Regions from separate parts of the Pan troglodytes genome. Here region 1 is linked to region 2. The links are chromatin contacts, called in public Hi-C maps. All regions are on one chromosome and are shown on one strand. Each heading gives the region's core, a stretch centred on a gene start, on an enhancer-like site or on the middle of the called end of the contact. The rest is flanking DNA. Distances are from core to core; before and after follow the strand shown.

The links. Hi-C and Micro-C count contacts between places; a contact is called where the count stands out from the background.
Region 1: a contact with region 2 is called in a Hi-C map of stem cell-derived neural progenitor cells, with 1.6 times the contacts expected there. The contact joins two enhancer-like sites. A contact is called at or near these places in 2 of 7 Hi-C or Micro-C datasets (blood and stem cell-derived neural progenitor cells).

The regions. Positions count from the first base shown.
Region 1 is chr7:62,530,607-62,533,942 of NHGRI_mPanTro3-v2.0_pri, forward strand. The region is part of intron 3 of RGS20 (regulator of G protein signaling 20); the gene reads left to right. Among named protein-coding and RNA genes, the nearest start is that of TCEA1, 77 kb to the right of the region's middle. Within about 2 kb of position 1,870, at least 6 of the 24 cell types and tissues checked have an H3K27ac peak or open chromatin away from gene starts, as enhancers often do. A contact at or near this core is called in stem cell-derived neural progenitor cells, where this site is marked.
Region 2 is chr7:62,489,181-62,492,890 of NHGRI_mPanTro3-v2.0_pri, forward strand. All of the region lies in intron 2 of RGS20 (regulator of G protein signaling 20), which reads left to right. Among named protein-coding and RNA genes, the nearest start is that of RGS20, 54 kb to the left of the region's middle. Within about 2 kb of position 1,956, at least 8 of the 24 cell types and tissues checked have an H3K27ac peak or open chromatin away from gene starts, as enhancers often do. A contact at or near this core is called in stem cell-derived neural progenitor cells, where this site is marked.

The DNA of each region.
Region 1 (3,336 bases), core at 620-3,119, 41 kb after region 2:
TAGAGGGAAAAAAAATTATAAAGCAATACATGTTACATAATTACATTTATACTATGTTTAAAAATATGTTTATGAATATAATATAGTAGCATAATTATGAATTGGAATGGTAAACAGTAAGTTAAAAATGGTGGCTCTCGCTAGGGTAAAGAGAGGAAGAAATGAGATGGGGAAAAGTACACAGCAAACTTCAACTGTTTTAATAGTGAATTTCCTTGTTTTTTTTTCACCACACTTTTGAGATTTATCCATATTAATATACATAGTCAAGTCAATTTTCAAGAAAAGTAAATGGCAATTTCTTTTCTAAGTACTTGTGAATCTTTCTCAACATTTTGCTGTAAGGCCTTCTGGTATTTAGTGTTATAAGGGAAGGCATGCTGATTCTTGTTCAGTTGAATATAAAGTTTTTTTCCTTTCTAGTAAGTTTTCTCTTTATCACTCAAAATTTTACCAAAATATATCTGGCCATGGGTCTTCTTTTACTGAAACTTCCTAAAACACAGCGAGCAACTATCTTGGCTACTATAGACATCTTCTAGGTCTGCTGTAACAATAACAGTGGACCGAGGTAAAGAAAACTTCACAAAAAAAAATTCTTCTCTTTTTCAAAAACACATTGTCTCTTTAAAACATTCTTACTTGAAATGAGGGAAAAAGTATATCAAAGCTGAAATAAGTTTGCATTATTTAGTTTGCAGTACAGCTTCTGGTTCTCTGAGGAATCTCCTGTCAAATTCATCTCTTTTTTCCTCTGCTTTTTCATACCCACTGAGCAGTAATGTGTTTTGCTTACAAAAGAAGCCTCGGAAGTCATGCAGAGAGCGTACCACTCAGATGCCTCTCAAGTTTTTTTTGGTTGGATTTTTTTTAAAGAAGCCATTATTTACTGAAACTATTTAGCCGTGACATCATGAAAGAAAGAAGTCAAAAGGGTTCCTGCATTTCTAATGATTTTGCCTTTAAAGAAAAATAGAGCTACACACACACACACACACACTGAAAATTTATAAAACAGTTGTGCTAAAAACAGGCTAAAAAACTTTTATAAAATAAAGAGTGTTAAGAAAAGATATAATAAAGAATATAGAAAATACAGTAGCAACAAGATAAAGAAAACCCAAATTGTCAGTGATAAAATCTATTTTTATGTTGATGGGATGCTGAAAGCATTCCTGCAAAAATCATGAATAAGGCAAAATGTCCACAATCTCTACTACTATTTAACAATGTATTTGGCCAGGCGCCATGGCTCACGCCTGTAATCCCAACACTTTGGGAGGCTGAGGCGGGCAGATCACAAGGTCAGCAATTCAAGACCAGCGGGACCAACATAGTGAAACCCCGTCTCTACTAAAAATACAAAAATTAGCCGGGTGTGGTGGTGCGCGCCTGTAGTCCCAGCTACTCAGGAGGCCGAGGGAGGAGAATCGCTTAAATCCGGGAGGCGGAGGTTGTAGTGAGCTGAGATCACGCCACTGCACTCCAGCCTGGGAGACAGAGCGAGACCCCATCTCAAAAAAAAAAAAAGTATTTTAGGTGTTAGCTAATTAGACAAGAAAATTAGAGGCCTGAGAATTGGAAATAAAGAGGTAAAATTCTTCCTATTTGCAGATGAAACCCGAAGAGAATTATAGCTATAACTGATACAAATACAGAAGAATTCAGAAATAAGAAGGATATAAAATTATCATTAAAATAATACTCTTTAGGCCTCAGATCTTAAAATAAAGAACACTTCCATTTCAATAATAAAATGCAAATAAATCAATTTAGAAATAGTCAAAAGATCTGAACACACATCTCTCCAAAGATGTACAAATAGCTAGTAAATGCATGAAAAGGTGTTCCACATCAGTAGTCATTAGCAAGATGCAAATCAAAACCACAATGAAATACCACTTCTCACCCACTTATGAAGCTAGAATAAAAAAGACAACAGTAACTGTTGGCAAGGACATGGAGAAATTGGATCCCTCAAATATTACCATGTGAAATGGTGCAATTGCTTTGTAAAACAGTTTGGGAGTTCCTCAAAATGTTAAAACTCAAGTTACCATATGACTCAGCAATTCTACTCCGAAGTTTCTACTTGAGAGAAACACAAATATATGTTCGCACGTACTTGCACAGGAATGTGCATAGCAGCATGATTCATGCAGCCAAAATGTGGAAACAACCCGAATGTCTATCTGCTGATGAATGGACAAACGAAATGTGATGTGTCTATCCAAACAGTGAGATATTATTCAACTGGAAAATGAAATGAAGTGCCGATACATGCTATGGCATGGGCTAAGTGCAAAAACATTACGCCAAGTGAAAGGAGACAGCCAGCAAAGATCACATACGGTATGCTCCAGAACAGGCAAATCTATAGAGACAGGAAGCGGATTCGTGCTTGCTTAGGGCCGGTAGAGTGGGGAGATACAGGTGATAAGCAGTGACTGCTTACTGGTGGGGTTTCTTTTGGGGGTGATGACAATGTTCTGGAATTAGATAGTAGGGATGGTTGCACAACTTTGTGAGTATACTAAAAACCACTGAATTGTACACTTTAAACAGATAAACTTGACGGCATATGAATGATAGCTCAAAAAAGTGATTAAGAAAGTGGCCGGGCACGGTGGCTCATGCCTGTAATCCCAGCACTTTGGGAGGTCCAGGTGGGTGGATCACTTGAGGTTAGGAGTTTGAAACCAGCCTGGCCAACATGGTGAAACCAAATACAAAAAGTAGCTGGGCGTGTTGGCACATGCCTGTAGTCCCAGCTACTCAGGAGACTGAGGCACAAGAATCGCTTGGTTGCAGTGAGCTGAGATTGCGCCACAGCACTGCAGCCTGGGCAGCAGAGCAAGACTTGGTCTCAAAAAAAAAAAAAAAGTAGCATTCATATTACAACAATAACCAGTTAGAAGATGAGATAAAAGTACAAATTCCATTTACGATAACAACAAAAAAACTTGGAATAAGTTTACAGACAAATGTACAGAATGTGTATAAGAAAACAAACTCTTTAGAGAAATACAATAGATTTTGATTTTGCACTTTATTTTTCTCTACTACTTTTGTATATTTGCCTATAAATATATGAAGCCTCCATTTTGACTGGAAACAAAGCCTAGAGGATGTATACTTTTTAAGATGCAGAAAATGAAATGAAACCCCAATACATTCCTGACAGTCTTACTTTTTTACTATTTTCATTTTTTTAATTTTTGTATTAAATAGAGACAGGGTCTCGCTATGATGCCCAGGCTGGTCTTAAACTCCTGGCCTCAAGTGATCCTCCTGCCTTGGCCTCCCAAAGTGCTGGGGTTACAGGCATGAGCCACC
Region 2 (3,710 bases), core at 706-3,205:
GCTCAGCACTCTCCATGCTTCTTCCCAGCCTGAGCCAAGCAGCATCAGGGAACTTGTTCTTCTGTCCCTTGGCCTTGCCTACCCCACCTTCCACAATGAAAGGTATTTCCCAAGAAAAGCACACTCACCCTAAAGCCAGGTCCCTCCCTACCAAGTCTCAGCACTAGATGCTGCTTCAGAAGGAGAAGCAGAGCAGAAATACCACAGAGGGAAGAAGGGTATTTGCGGTGTTCTTACAGCTCCTACCAGAATTTTACCTTTTATCCAAGGTGAGAATGGAGGCAGAGTGAGTGGCTGGGAGACCTCCACCATTATCTAGACCTGAGATGTTAACTAGGGCCATATCACGTGGAGAAGAACAGGGCAGATGTGAGAGGCATGCTGGGAGACAGATTGCCTTTGCCTTTGCCAGGAGTTAGGATTGGGAGGAGTTGAGGATGATAAGTTTTCTTGAACAACTGGAGAGATAGTAACACTGCTTACCAAGAGAGAAAAAACAAGAAGGGGTAGCTTTGTCTGGGGAGATAATAACTTTGCTTTTTTTTTTTTTTTTAACCAAGTCTCACTCTGTCACCCAGGCTGGAGTGTAGTGGTGTGATCTCTGCTCACTGCAACCTCCGCGTCCCAGGTTCAAGTGATTCTCCTGCCTCACCCTCCCAAGTAGCTGAAGTAGCTGGGATTACAGGTGCCTGCCACCACACTTGGCTAATTTTTATATTTTTAGTAGAGATGGGATTTCGCCATGTTGGCCAGGCTGTTCTCGAACTCCTGACCTCAAGTGATCCTTCTGCCTTGGCCTCCCAAAGTGCTAGGATTACAGGCGTGAGCCACCACGCCTGGCCACAACTTTGATTTTCGACATTAATTTTTCTATGATGTAAGTAATTTGGCTGTTTTTTTCTATAATTTGCAATAACTACGCAGAAATTCTCATTAGGGAGCCTGCTCCTTGCTGGGAAACAGTAAATAGCTGGCCATTCTCATGCAAACCATTAATGATGGCCTCATACATTCCTCAGCCATTTGAAGAGTCCCTAAAGCAGCCCCACAGACAAAGATTTTCCCAAGTGTTTAATACTTTCAGAGGTGCCCTGGGCCAAGTTATCACTGGGAATGCACCCCAGCTGCAATTTTCTTGAGAATGCCACTATTTCCTGGGATAAGCAAAGCTCTTAATAAAGATTTCAATCAGTACTTACAAAATGCTCCTTCGTTGTTGGCTGACATTAGGAAAGAACAAATAAAAACATACATAATTTATTTATTTCCTTCAGATCATACTCTCTTCTTTCTAATACTTCCCAAAAGGCCATTGTAAAAGTTGAGTTATATAGGATGTTCATTTAGTAATGGCAGAAGAGAAGAGAAAGACACTCTTATTATAGTCTTAAAGCCTTCACTGGCTTAAAACCTCCTGGGGCTTACACATTTGGCAACGGCTATATAAACAAAAGTGTAAAGATTTCCATGATAAGTCACTGAAAAACAGATGGTAAGATGCTTAAGTGGTTTTTTAAAAGATGAGGACATCTGTAAGCATCCATCTGGAAGTAATTATAATTCAAAAGTCTTTTGTTACTATTAAGCTTCCAGTTGACTTCCCCTACTAGAAAACAATGGACCAGCTTTTTCTTAAAATAGACAATAAAACCCAAATAGTCAGACAATAAAACCAAAAGACAGAAATTTTTGAAAACCCATAGATTTGCGTGGAAGCAAAGTTTAGAATTTCCACAAAAATCCACCAGCTACTAAACTGTTGGCTTTCTGTATCAAACATAGTGGAAGATAGAGCTTTGATTTGATTTTTTGGTCTATTTGTGCTGAAGTCAGTGCAAGTAATTCTAGCTCTTCATTAATATTTCATGAGCCACAGTGAGATGGACTTTTGTCTGGTGATGACTATACTGCAGGATAATGGGCCAGCGTCCTCTCAAATTTAGAATCGCCTCATCTCAGCATCCTACTAAACAGAGCATCACTGTTGACCAGCATTCAGCTTACATCTCGGCTGCTAATAGTAACAGGGCCTGTTTGTGACTTCAGCAGCATCTGGTGACCCGGTGTTACTCTTGCAGTACGTGATTCAGAGAAAGCCACATTCCCCTGTTGCTATTTTCAGGTAGGCAGCTAAACCCAAGGAGAGTTTAGCGTGGATTCAGCAGGTCTGTTTTTCTAACTTCATTGTGTAAATTCTTGAATGAGAATCTAGTGAGCGGCCAAAAAAAGACTTCCTGTGAACTCATTCTCCTCGAAGCCAAACATGTTCAGAAACTGTTTCCTTCAGGTTCTGGAAGCCTAGAGCCCTTCACATGAGATTTGTCCCTCTCCCCAACACACTTTATGCCTCCTGTCCCCAGCCAAATGGCTTTTCCATCCTTTTCCTCCTCCCATTCATTCGACTTCCAGTTCTGTCTGAAGTCAGAGGCATGCATGGGGCTGAGAGGGGCCTGGGTCACAGGGTCCCCCTCCTCCACCCACAAGTGAACATCCAACTTTAAGACCAAGTATTTAAGACCAGAGGACCCTACAAAAAACTCACTCAGGCCAGGCGCGGTGGTTCATGCCTGTAATCCCAGCACTTTGGGAGGCTGAGGCGGGCGGATCACGACCTCGTCCCTACTAAAAATACAAAAAATTAGCCGAGCATGGTGGCACGTGCCTATAGTCCTAGCTATTTGGGAGGCTAAAGCAGGAGAATCACTTGAAACCGGGAGGTGGAGGTTGCAGTGAGCCGAGACAGCACCCCTGCACTCCAGCCTGGGTGACAGAGCAAGACTCCATCTCAAAAAAAGAAAAAAAACCCAACTCACTCAACCCTCTGCTACTTTACTATCGAGTGGCCCCCTAAGTGTGCTGGCAAATGTGGTATCTGTGGGAAATCATCCTCCATCCAAGGCAAAATAGTATTAGAGAAAGATTTCCCAGGCAGGGGAAACCTAGAAGGCAGGACGACCTAGAGGAAGGTAAAATTAGGAGTAAATTGAAACACGTTGTGTTAAATACTCAGAAACATTACTGCAGAGAACAAGGAAATGAGAGTGTCTCTTGAGGCTGCAGTACAGGAGGATATTCCTGGAATATCGCAGTGCTTTTCATGCACCTGGGAACCACAGTCAGTGGGAGCTCAGAAAACAGTGAAATTGAAATGAATGAGGCTCATGAGGAAAGGAGTTTTGTTCTTAATGTGGAACAGCAACAAAGACCCAATCGTTTGAACAGGCTTAAAAAAGTACTGGGAGAGATATGTATAGGGCACAACTGAGGGACTAAGGTAAAATCATAGCATCCCAGTGCAATGCAAGGGGAAGGCTTACAGCTGAGAGTTAGGAGGGAGACTCCCTTGTTTGTGTCCATCTGCTATAGTTGGTATATTGGGGATTACCAAAGCTGTAAAATCCCCAGACATAGCTCTCTGGCTTCATGTTCCACCCCATTTTAATGTCATTAGTCATTTCTTCAATGTGAAAGCAGAAAGAAATGTCCCATCAATTAACTCTGTAGCATATCGTAACAAAAATCTGGGAGAAGCAATGGACCTAAGTGGCCGGGTGGCTTGGTATCAGAGCGGCCTTCCCACTGGTCCCATTCTTCCTTATCTCAGATAACAAAGCACGCAGATTCCTCCTGCTTGTGAACCACATTTTTTTCTGAAGCATTTGATGTTTTCTATGTCTTGTTAGCCTTCCTGTATCTATTAAGATTTAAAG